Linked DNA regions of Mus musculus: all the other regions are linked to region 3. A link is a contact called in public Hi-C data. All regions are on one chromosome and are shown on one strand. Each heading gives the region's core, a stretch centred on a gene start, on an enhancer-like site or on the middle of the called end of the contact. The rest is flanking DNA. Distances are from core to core; before and after follow the strand shown. Region 1 has its middle 97 kb from the start of Tril. Region 2 has its middle 60 kb from the start of Tril. Region 3 overlaps Creb5 (cAMP responsive element binding protein 5).

Region 1 (3,077 bases), core at 275-2,774, 69 kb before region 3:
CCTAAGGCTGTCCTTAGCCCTGGCTGTGCACTGTCAGCTCCCAGTGCCTAGCAGACACTAACCCCCAGCCCCCAGCAACCATCCAACTCCCAATGTCCATAAGTTCAACATTGATGGCATGCAGTCTGTGTCTCTTGTGTCCTCTGAACACTTTGCTTCATATGCCTTCCTGGTTCATCTGCACTGTTGGAAATGACACCAGACGCTTCAGCCTCTGCACTAGAATGCCTGAGGGTGGAATTACCTGTGGTGTGCGTTCTACTAGGCAGCTAAAGCAGAGATTTACTGGTTTAAGGACATGCTCTAGGGATAGGGTAATGGGTTAGAATCAAATGCCTCTAAGAACATAGCACGCCAACCAGAACACTTTGTGTTTTATGCTGGTGTAGAGTGGGTGACAGGAATCCTGGGTATGAGTTCTCACCCACACACACTTGTTCAAACAATATTTACTCAGTCCCTTTGGGTGCCAACCATACTAGAAAGTGCTAGGGCTTCTGAGGTGAGCGCGAGAGAGAACACTTCCTGAGGAGATGGTGCCTACTATAACGGCTGCTTGAGAGAACCCAACGTGCATACACACAGCAGTGCTTTCATTGAAAGCCGGGCCAAGGCAGGCAGCTCTTATCATAGCTAGTTTCCCTTCATAAGAAGCACTGAAACCAATACATCAAAGATATTCTCCATTTGAGTGGTGTGTACACCTCTTCTAATTCTTTTCTGTTTGAAATATCTTGTGAATCAAGAATGTGCTACATGACTGTATTGTGGAGGGGATAATCTATGTCAACAAACCCAAAGAAGGCATGGGAAGATTGGGAAGACTGGGAAGACGGGCTGGCAGTGGGGCAGGAAAGCATTCCAGAAACCACTGACACATAAAAACCTTAACTTAGCTTTAATTGACCACTTGCGATTATATACACTTATGAGCTGTAATGCCAGCTGCCCATACATCTACACATCCTGGAAACGTTCAATTGGGTTAATCAGCATACCTAAAACCTCACATAGCCATTCTCTGTGTGTGTTAAGAACATTTTAAAGCCTATCATTCCAGAATTTTGAATTTTTCCATATTGTTATTAGCTATAAGGAAGGTGCTATGCCCTCTCTAACTCCCAACCCTTAGTAGCAACTATCCAACTCCCAATGTCCCTAAGTTCAACATTGATGACATGCAGTCTGTGTCTCTTGTGTCCTCTGAACACTTTGCTTCATACGCCTTCCTGGTTCATCTGCACTGTTGGAAATGACACCAGAATACCAGCCTGCCTTCAAAAGAAGGAAATTCTGCCACTGGTGCTTTTAAGGCAGAAGAAGGTGGCTCTAGGAATGTGAGGGAGAGAGCGGAGATGGAGGCAGGGTTTGATGAGGAGGTCCTCTCTCTCTCTCTGGTGTGAGATTTGTGAAAACTGAAAGGAGCACAGAGCACAGGAGGAGGGGTGCCAGATACTCTACAGCCAACCCTTAAACCTCCGAGGCCAGCCACATGCAGAGGTGGGCAGGGCCAGCCTGGAGCCTCTGCTATTCTTGGCAAAGGTTCTGTGGAGATCGGTTTCTGGAATAGGTCCTGAGGAGGACCAGTCTCTGGTATCATTAATCCAGCAATAGCCTTCTGGGCAGGCACCAGGTTGGCATCAAGGGAAAGAGGATGCTGAGTTCTTCTGGTGATTTTTTCATGATGGTGATATGTTTCCCTTCTGTACAAATGTCTACTCAAGAAAATGGCTGGTTCAGGAAAACTGTCCTCACAACCCACAAGGGAACAGGAGTTATCAGAGACTGCTCATCTCCCAAGAAGCATGACACATTGGGGCAGGAGGATGGGTAGTTGAGAAGCCTCCTTCAAAATCATGGAACGTACAATAGAGAGAGTCATTTCCAAAGGGCTGAGGAGAAACTGGGAAAGAGCCCAAAGGAAGATGTGGAGATCAAGTAAGAACTCCATGGAGAACTCAACTGGATTCCCGTGGAAGGGAGCATTAGGAACAATCCATTTGCATACCATGGTGACAGCAAAACAGATTTAGGGACTGGCTACAGAGTGAGGCAAGACAGGGACTCGTGACACGTGTGTCAATTGGAATGCTCTTTTATTGCTGTTGGTGTCTTTGGTGCGGTAAGTCACGGACACAAGGAGGTGATGTGAGAGATGGGATGAGGTCTTATACTTGACTCCCAGGTTGGCCTAGAACCAGTGGTCTTGCTACTCACAAAGGAGGCTCCTTCCCCCCCCCCCCACCCCATTCTGGCTTGCTTTGCTGTTGCCAACTTTCTACAGCTCTGATCCGTTATCGGCAAGTGTCATCCCTTTGCCATACATAGAAACAGTGAGTGCAAAGAAAATGCACTGTGTGGGCAGATGACTCAGAAAGCTTGACCGTGGGGTAAACAAACATTCTATCTCCAGTGATGATAGACTGAAGGCCCTCAGGGCAGGCTGCTGTCTGCTGCCTCCACAGGCACCTCCTCTTACTGTATCCTTGCATAGCTCCACGCATGCCACCAGCACACACAACAAACCATCAATTAAAGATGGCTTCTGGCCCAGGTTTGAAAACTACCCTGTTGCCCTATAGAGCTCTATGTGTTCACTCCTGCCCTCTCCTCTTCCACTCAGTGCCCAATTTCTTGTCTCTACCCAGCTGGGATTACTGAATCCCAGATAAATGAACAATCCAGTCATCTGGCCCTTGGCGGCACCAACAGACAATCAGAACAGTTGTCTGGTACTCTGCTGGTACTCTGGATTCCCTTCATGCTGCTCCTGATGTCTGCTGAGTGAGTTTTGTCAGGTAATGTTCAACCATAACTATAGGAAGAGGCACGCTAGGAGAAATGGACTTGCCCTATGCCTAAACTGCATGAGCAGTGCTGAACTTCATTGTGCAACCTCAGGAAGGAAGATGGGAGGCAGAGAGACTCGGGAAGTTGAAGCTAGTGCCCACCTATGGAGATCTTGTCTCTGTCCTCTCTGGAAGCCTCAAGCCTGCTTCGACCAGTCTTCCAGTTGATATAGGCCCACTCACATGATCCAGTGTAATCGCCGTTACTTAAATGCAGATGATAGTGAC
Region 2 (3,102 bases), core at 140-2,639, 110 kb before region 3:
TTCTGATAAATGCTATCAGTCTCTGTGAGTGTGTGTGTGTGTTGTTGTTGTTATTGGTGGTGTGTGTGTAGATGTGGTGGTGGTGGTAGTGGTGTGGTGGTGGTGGTGACGGTGATGGTGTATATGTGCGTGTTTGTGTATGTGTTATTGGTGGTGGTAGTGTTGGAGGTGCATGGGCAGATTTGGTGATGGTGGAGGTGATAGTGATGGTGATGATACTGACGGTGTGTGTGTGTGTGTGTGTGTGTGTCTGTGTGGGTCCATCCCACAGTTTAGCTGTAGAGAACTTTCCCTTTATTCTGCCTGTGTGCTTCATATCCCTTTCTCCTTTTAGTCTAAGTGATAAATTTGACCTTCTTGCAGATTTGACTTTTTTGACTTAGCATTGTCCTCAGGTGTATTTTTGCACATTTGTGTTCCATTTCTATTTCCTCCTCTTGGACCACGTGCCTGTTTTCCCCCTGATGGCTCCTCCCTCCTTCAAACTGAGCATTTCCCCTGGCTCCGGGTGGAGCCCACCATTTGCACAGATATTCTCCAAATCCTGCCTCCTTGTGCTTTAGGGACAGGTCAACCTCCAAAGCATTTTTATAACCCCTTTGCTGCGATGGCTCTGGGCTTCAAAGCACAGGAGGTCTATCTCTCCCCAGATGGATGTGAGCACTGGATGCCGGTTCTGCTTGCCTCTCTCCAGGCTTCCCTCAGTGATGCTGGCCCTCAGCTCAGTGTCTACAACCAGGCTTCTTTAAGGCAGCCTTAGCTTGCCCTCATTTCTTCTGCCTTTCTCTAGATTCTTGTGAAATCCTGTGGTGATAAAGAGGTTCTGTGCTGCTCTTTGAAGTATGGCCGTCTCTTGCAGAGGCTGGCTTCATCTGGGCAATATGGGAAGACTTGGTGCAGCTGGGAATGCGTTTTTCATTTAGCCAAAGGGATGCTTTTGGCATCTATGGAACTAGAAGGCCCTTATTCATCTTTTGGGTTTATATATTTTCTTAAAGGTTGCGATTTGCATTTCTGTTCTCTATCTCCTTTTGCATTGCTGTCTGAGAAATGCAAAACCCGTGGGGGAAAGTAGGCCTGGCTTTGGGGAGATTTCAAATGCAGCTCTCCTTTGTGTCACTGGAGGCGGCCCCAGTCCTTCCCGCCAAGGCCAACTGCCTGCAGGGTAATGGATTATCTTCCTCTCTGCAGACTCCACGGGAGATGTTCTCAACGGTTTATGCATTCTGGCCTGAAAACACTCCCTGCAGAAGGGAGAATTCTTCCTGTGTTCCCCAGCAGAGGTCCCTGGGGACTGAATCTGGCTCGCAGTGTAAACCCCATGTGCTATAAAGAGAAGATCAAGGGCAGATTTGGCACTAAGTGGTTGTTCCAAAGTTTCCAACTGGTCTAAGCTTTCAAAGACAAAGAGTGAGGAGTTGTGGTTGCTTTCACCTTGGGGAATACTTACAGGAGGTGTCTAAACACGCCTCAAAATGCCCGGATCTTAGCAGAAGGGAAGAGATCAGTAAACCTGTAAACAAAAAAGGTGACTGGTTCTGCTTTGGGATAAAAAAAAATAGGAAGGGGGAAGTGGAGGGGTTTACTCACAGGAGGAATAGGTTATTTGGGTGTTGAGCTTTTGTTTAGACCTCTGTCAGTGGCACCTTCAGCAATTGAAGCAAGAGATAAGTTTGTTAAATGTGTAATATATAAGGGAAATCAGCAAGAAAAACATGTGTGTGTGTGTGGGAGGTCCAAAGAGACAGAAACAAGTTTAAATTAAGAGAGAGGAGGGAGGGAGGGAGAGAGAGAGAGAAAAGAGAGAAAGAGAACAAAGAGAAAGAGAAACTGGGGGGCCAGAGAGAGAGAATGAATAAAAAGGAAGGAAATGGATGATAAGGAAGAGAAGGGAAAGGATGAGGGGGGCAAGCCCTCTGAGGTGAGTGGGTTATGGTGTTTGAAAACATCCTCAAGAGCAAAGCCAGCAGGCAGCTTCCTCACAGATGCCTCCTGGTTGTTGCCCAGAGCTTTAAGGACTGAAGGGTAGCAAACCCTCCACATTCCTGGTCACACTAAGCTTTGCTTTGAAATCCCTAAGGAGGCCTACAACTTGGGGGTTGAGGTGACAAAGGGCAGACTGAGGGAATTATTTATTTCCCTCTTTGCCATCTGGGCATCCTCATTAATTGAGTGGATTCATTTGGTGCCGGTTTCTGCTCCCTTCAGAGTTCTGGTCAGGAAAATTAAGAATCATGATTCTAACGGCTCACGTGGTCTGTGAGTCATGGCAGGATGCTTTAGTGCTCTGGCCTTCCCAGTTTGCTATGTTTTGATTTGCTGAGTTCTTTCTTCCTCTTTTGTGCAGTTTACTTATTATAATTATTAATGAGGAAACAGAAAAGTGGCTATTCAGTTGAACTTTAGGGAGCAGGACGTGATAAACAGTCTCTGTCTAGGATCTAACATTTGCCCCTAAATACAGTAATTATTAGGTTGCTTGATGATATGCTGGGTTTTACAAGGCTCTTATTAGGGAAAGAAAAAGAACATAATAAATCCACTAATGTGGGTAATGACTGGTATGGAAATTGAAAATGGTTCAAAATTAACCCACTCCTTTTTTCCACCTTCTAAATACCCCCCTGGGTCCTAATATTATTCATCACATAAATATACTTGCTCTTCATTTCAGCTAGTCCTTCCCTGCCAAGACACTCCAGAATTAATTGCAATTAAGTGCTATCTGGCCTTACCCAGGCATTGACAGGAGGCTCAACTGAAGGAAAATGTAACCAACCTGCAATGGCAGAGAGACGCACAAATGGTTCTGTGAGCTCCACATGCCTAGTTCAGTGTTAGCTCATGGGACTCCGAGGAACACCAAAAATGAAGGCACTCAATAAACAGAAGCTGTCTGCTCACGGTGACCACTGAAGGGCTACATAACCCTCTCTGCCTCCCTCTCTGCCCCCCACCCCCACCCCCGCCTCTGTCTCTCACTCCTGTCTCTGTCTCTGTCTCTGTCTCTGTCTCTGTCTCTCTGTCTCTCTCTCTCTCTCTCTCTCTCTCTCACACACACACACACACACACACACACACACACACTTCTGCATAGTAGAG
Region 3 (2,723 bases), core at 194-2,693:
GCAAAGAAGTTTCGAGTTCCAGATGAAAAAGATTCAGTTTTCTAACTACGCTTAGATGGAAACATATTTTTAAAACAATAATCACTCTGGCCTAGTAAGTGGCAATAATTTTGACAGGACTTCTTAACAACCTAGCTAAGAGATGCACAATATCTGATGTCCAGTTCTGTTTCAGCTGTTGGTTGACTGTGCTCAGTTTCCCTGTTTGGCAAAAATTCTTGTTGGCTATCTTGCAAGGATTTAATGTTAAACAAGAGATAATGCAAGGACACCTACTGGGATCCTGGGATGGCAGCAGACAGAAGGAAAAAGAATTACACACACAACTACTTCACTCTGCAGCATAACTAACATCGAGGTGATCTGTTGAGAATTGTATGTGAGCAAATCTAAGAAATCCCATTCTATGTTACACAACTGATATAAGGAAAGCCACTCGTTGTATGATAGCTTTTTTTTTTTAAAGTTAAATGTTAAAATTTAAATTTTTTTAAAAGTTAAACGAATGAAAATGAGAAAAACCATACGGCATCTATGAAAACATTTTACATACATGCAGAAGGAATGAAGGATAAACATTGATGATGGAATTCCATCCAACAGTGGCAATGACTGAAGTACACCAGTCAACACGATGAATCCAGTTAATGTGAATTGACAAGATCATCAAAAACTTTAGAAAAACATGCATAGTTTATAGCTACTTATAAAAAGTTACATATAATTAAGGAATGTACACGCATCCCAGAGAAGGTACAGATGGCTTCGAGAATGGTAAATAGCTAACTTCCATTCTCAGGGGCTTCTGCCTTGCAGACCAGGGCAGAGGAGGATTACTGTGTCATTTCTTGTCCAGATTTGCATGTCTTAAACGTTGCATGATCACTAAGGAAAAAGAGTAGGTTCCAGGAAAACAAACGCCCTTTATTTTGTTGTTGAGAAGGAGATAGAGGTTGAAGGAAGACTTCTAAGAGGAGATGTCTGAGCTGAGCCTAAGAGATCTGAGGTTCTAACAAACCTGGGAAAGGGTTGCTGGTAAAGAGAACAGTGCAGGTAGAGGGAAACAGCAAGGCTCTTTGGCACGAGGAAACACACAGCTTCTTTAAGTCACACAGAGAGTGTTAGGTTTCAGCTCTGTGCAGACTTTTCTCCAGGCAGAGGCAGAAAACAAGGAGATTTTCATGATACTGGGGTGTAGAAAGCTTGATACATTGAAAACAAAACATGGCCAGAATCTCCAAGTGCCCTTGGAGGGGTTGCAAGCTTGTTCCTGCTTTTTAATAGTGAGAACAAATTGGGATCCCTGGAATATACCACTTGAGATGCTGGGAGAACAATTTTATCCACCAAGCATTAAGTTGTTGCTGAGGACAGCTGAGCAAACAACTCGCTGAAGTCCGTCTGAGGCCTGCCAGCTAGTCACACCCATAATTTCATCTCTATGAACGAAAACAGCTCATACTGTCACACTGCCCTGCTCTGACTACCCCGTGGTTTGCAGCGTTTGAGTTATGGAGTGTCACTTGTGAAACTTTCTATAGCAGTGGGGGCTGTGTTTTGATGTCCTCTCGTTACCCCACCCCCGCTCTGCTGATTTATGGCATAGCGCACAGAGACTTAAATCAAAACGAGAAAATACGTGTGAAATAATGCAAAACAGAGCCAAGGGGCTGGCAATTCCATAATTACACCTAAAGGGAAAATAATTATGCAATACCATATGGTAAGGGAGGCCTCTGAATCACAAATGTCCATACTGTGAGCAGAGAGCTCTCGGAAGAGCGAGTGGGGCTTTTGAGGAGAGGCCGTGCAGAAGCTTGTCTTCAAAAAGGACCTAGAGACAGCTTTGTGAATGATGCGTGGCCTTTGATAATTCCATTTATAGCCCAGGAAATGAAGGTTTGAGTGAGTGAGTGACATGGCCCTGACGAATGAATGTGGAAGAGCAGTGCTGAGCTTGGTTATTTATTGTTTCTGCACAGTGTAGGCTACTACCTACAGTGACCATGGGGTCTACCCACAATTCAGAAATGTGAAAATGACTTATTGATAGAAACCAGAAAACTCTCCAATCTTGACAGCAACTGTGAATTAGGAACTAAATCAACACAAGAAACAACTCACGATGGTGACCTTTCCGTTTATAAAAGGGGCAGAAGATGAAAGAATTTCTCCGTTGTCAAGAATATGAAAGTTCCCTCTGTAAGTCTATCAGTTAATGAATAACCCCTAAGTGTGAGAAATGACTTGGGCAAGTTTCCAGCTTAAATCTTCATGCCCTGGCGTATGGAACCTCTGGGGAAGATGCTGGGAAAAGGTTGGGGGACTGGGGCTCTCGCTGGCCAAGTTTCCTTATGAAAACTCAGTCATGAATTCAGTGCCTTCTGAAGTCCCTCACATCACTCCTCCAAGTGGAGTTTACTGAGGCCTAGCCCAACACTGTGGGGGCAAGATGGGCTAGCCATTAAGCCAAATCCAAAGAGGGAAATCAAGGGAAGCGTTAGAGTTAAGGTAGAACTAGTCAAACTATGCCTCTTGTGTCCAATCTGGCCAGCTGTCTGCCTTTATAAATAAAACTTTATTGCAATGTAGCCATGCAGCTGGGAGACCTCAGTAGTTGCTACAGAGAGTGATGTCCATAAAGCCTGGACTATTGACTACATGGCCATATGACTATATTTTCAGAAACATTCTCCCATCTCTGCTGGAATAAGTCATTTACA

The links. Hi-C and Micro-C count contacts between places; a contact is called where the count stands out from the background.
Region 1: a Hi-C map of the C2C12 cell line shows a contact between it and region 3, with 1.9 times the contacts expected there. The contact joins two enhancer-like sites. A contact is called at or near these places in 1 of 39 promoter capture datasets (the 3T3-L1 cell line), 19 of 484 Hi-C or Micro-C datasets (the 3T3-L1 cell line, 3T3-L1-derived adipocytes, the C2C12 cell line and 12 more) and 1 of 115 datasets of contacts at active chromatin or transcription factors (bone marrow-derived dendritic cells).
Region 2: a contact with region 3 is called in a Hi-C map of uterus, with 2.9 times the contacts expected there. The contact joins two enhancer-like sites. A contact is called at or near these places in 15 of 484 Hi-C or Micro-C datasets (the 3T3-L1 cell line, 3T3-L1-derived adipocytes, the AML12 cell line and 9 more), 1 of 115 datasets of contacts at active chromatin or transcription factors (astrocytes) and 2 of 9 other capture datasets (embryonic stem cells and embryonic tail).

What each region holds. Positions count from the first base shown.
Region 1 is chr6:53,722,233-53,725,309 of GRCm38.p6, reverse strand. No RefSeq gene overlaps it. Among named protein-coding and RNA genes, the nearest start is that of Tril, 97 kb to the left of the region's middle. Within about 2 kb of position 1,524, at least 13 of the 459 cell types and tissues checked have an H3K27ac peak or open chromatin away from gene starts, as enhancers often do. A contact at or near this core is called in the C2C12 cell line, where this site is marked.
Region 2 is chr6:53,758,993-53,762,094 of GRCm38.p6, reverse strand. No RefSeq gene overlaps it. Among named protein-coding and RNA genes, the nearest start is that of Tril, 60 kb to the left of the region's middle. Within about 2 kb of position 1,389, at least 54 of the 459 cell types and tissues checked have an H3K27ac peak or open chromatin away from gene starts, as enhancers often do. A contact at or near this core is called in the C2C12 cell line and uterus, where this site is marked.
Region 3 is chr6:53,653,426-53,656,148 of GRCm38.p6, reverse strand. All of the region lies in intron 7 of Creb5 (cAMP responsive element binding protein 5), which reads right to left. Among named protein-coding and RNA genes, the nearest start is that of Gm33392, 62 kb to the right of the region's middle. Within about 2 kb of position 1,443, at least 24 of the 459 cell types and tissues checked have an H3K27ac peak or open chromatin away from gene starts, as enhancers often do. A contact at or near this core is called in the C2C12 cell line and uterus, where this site is marked.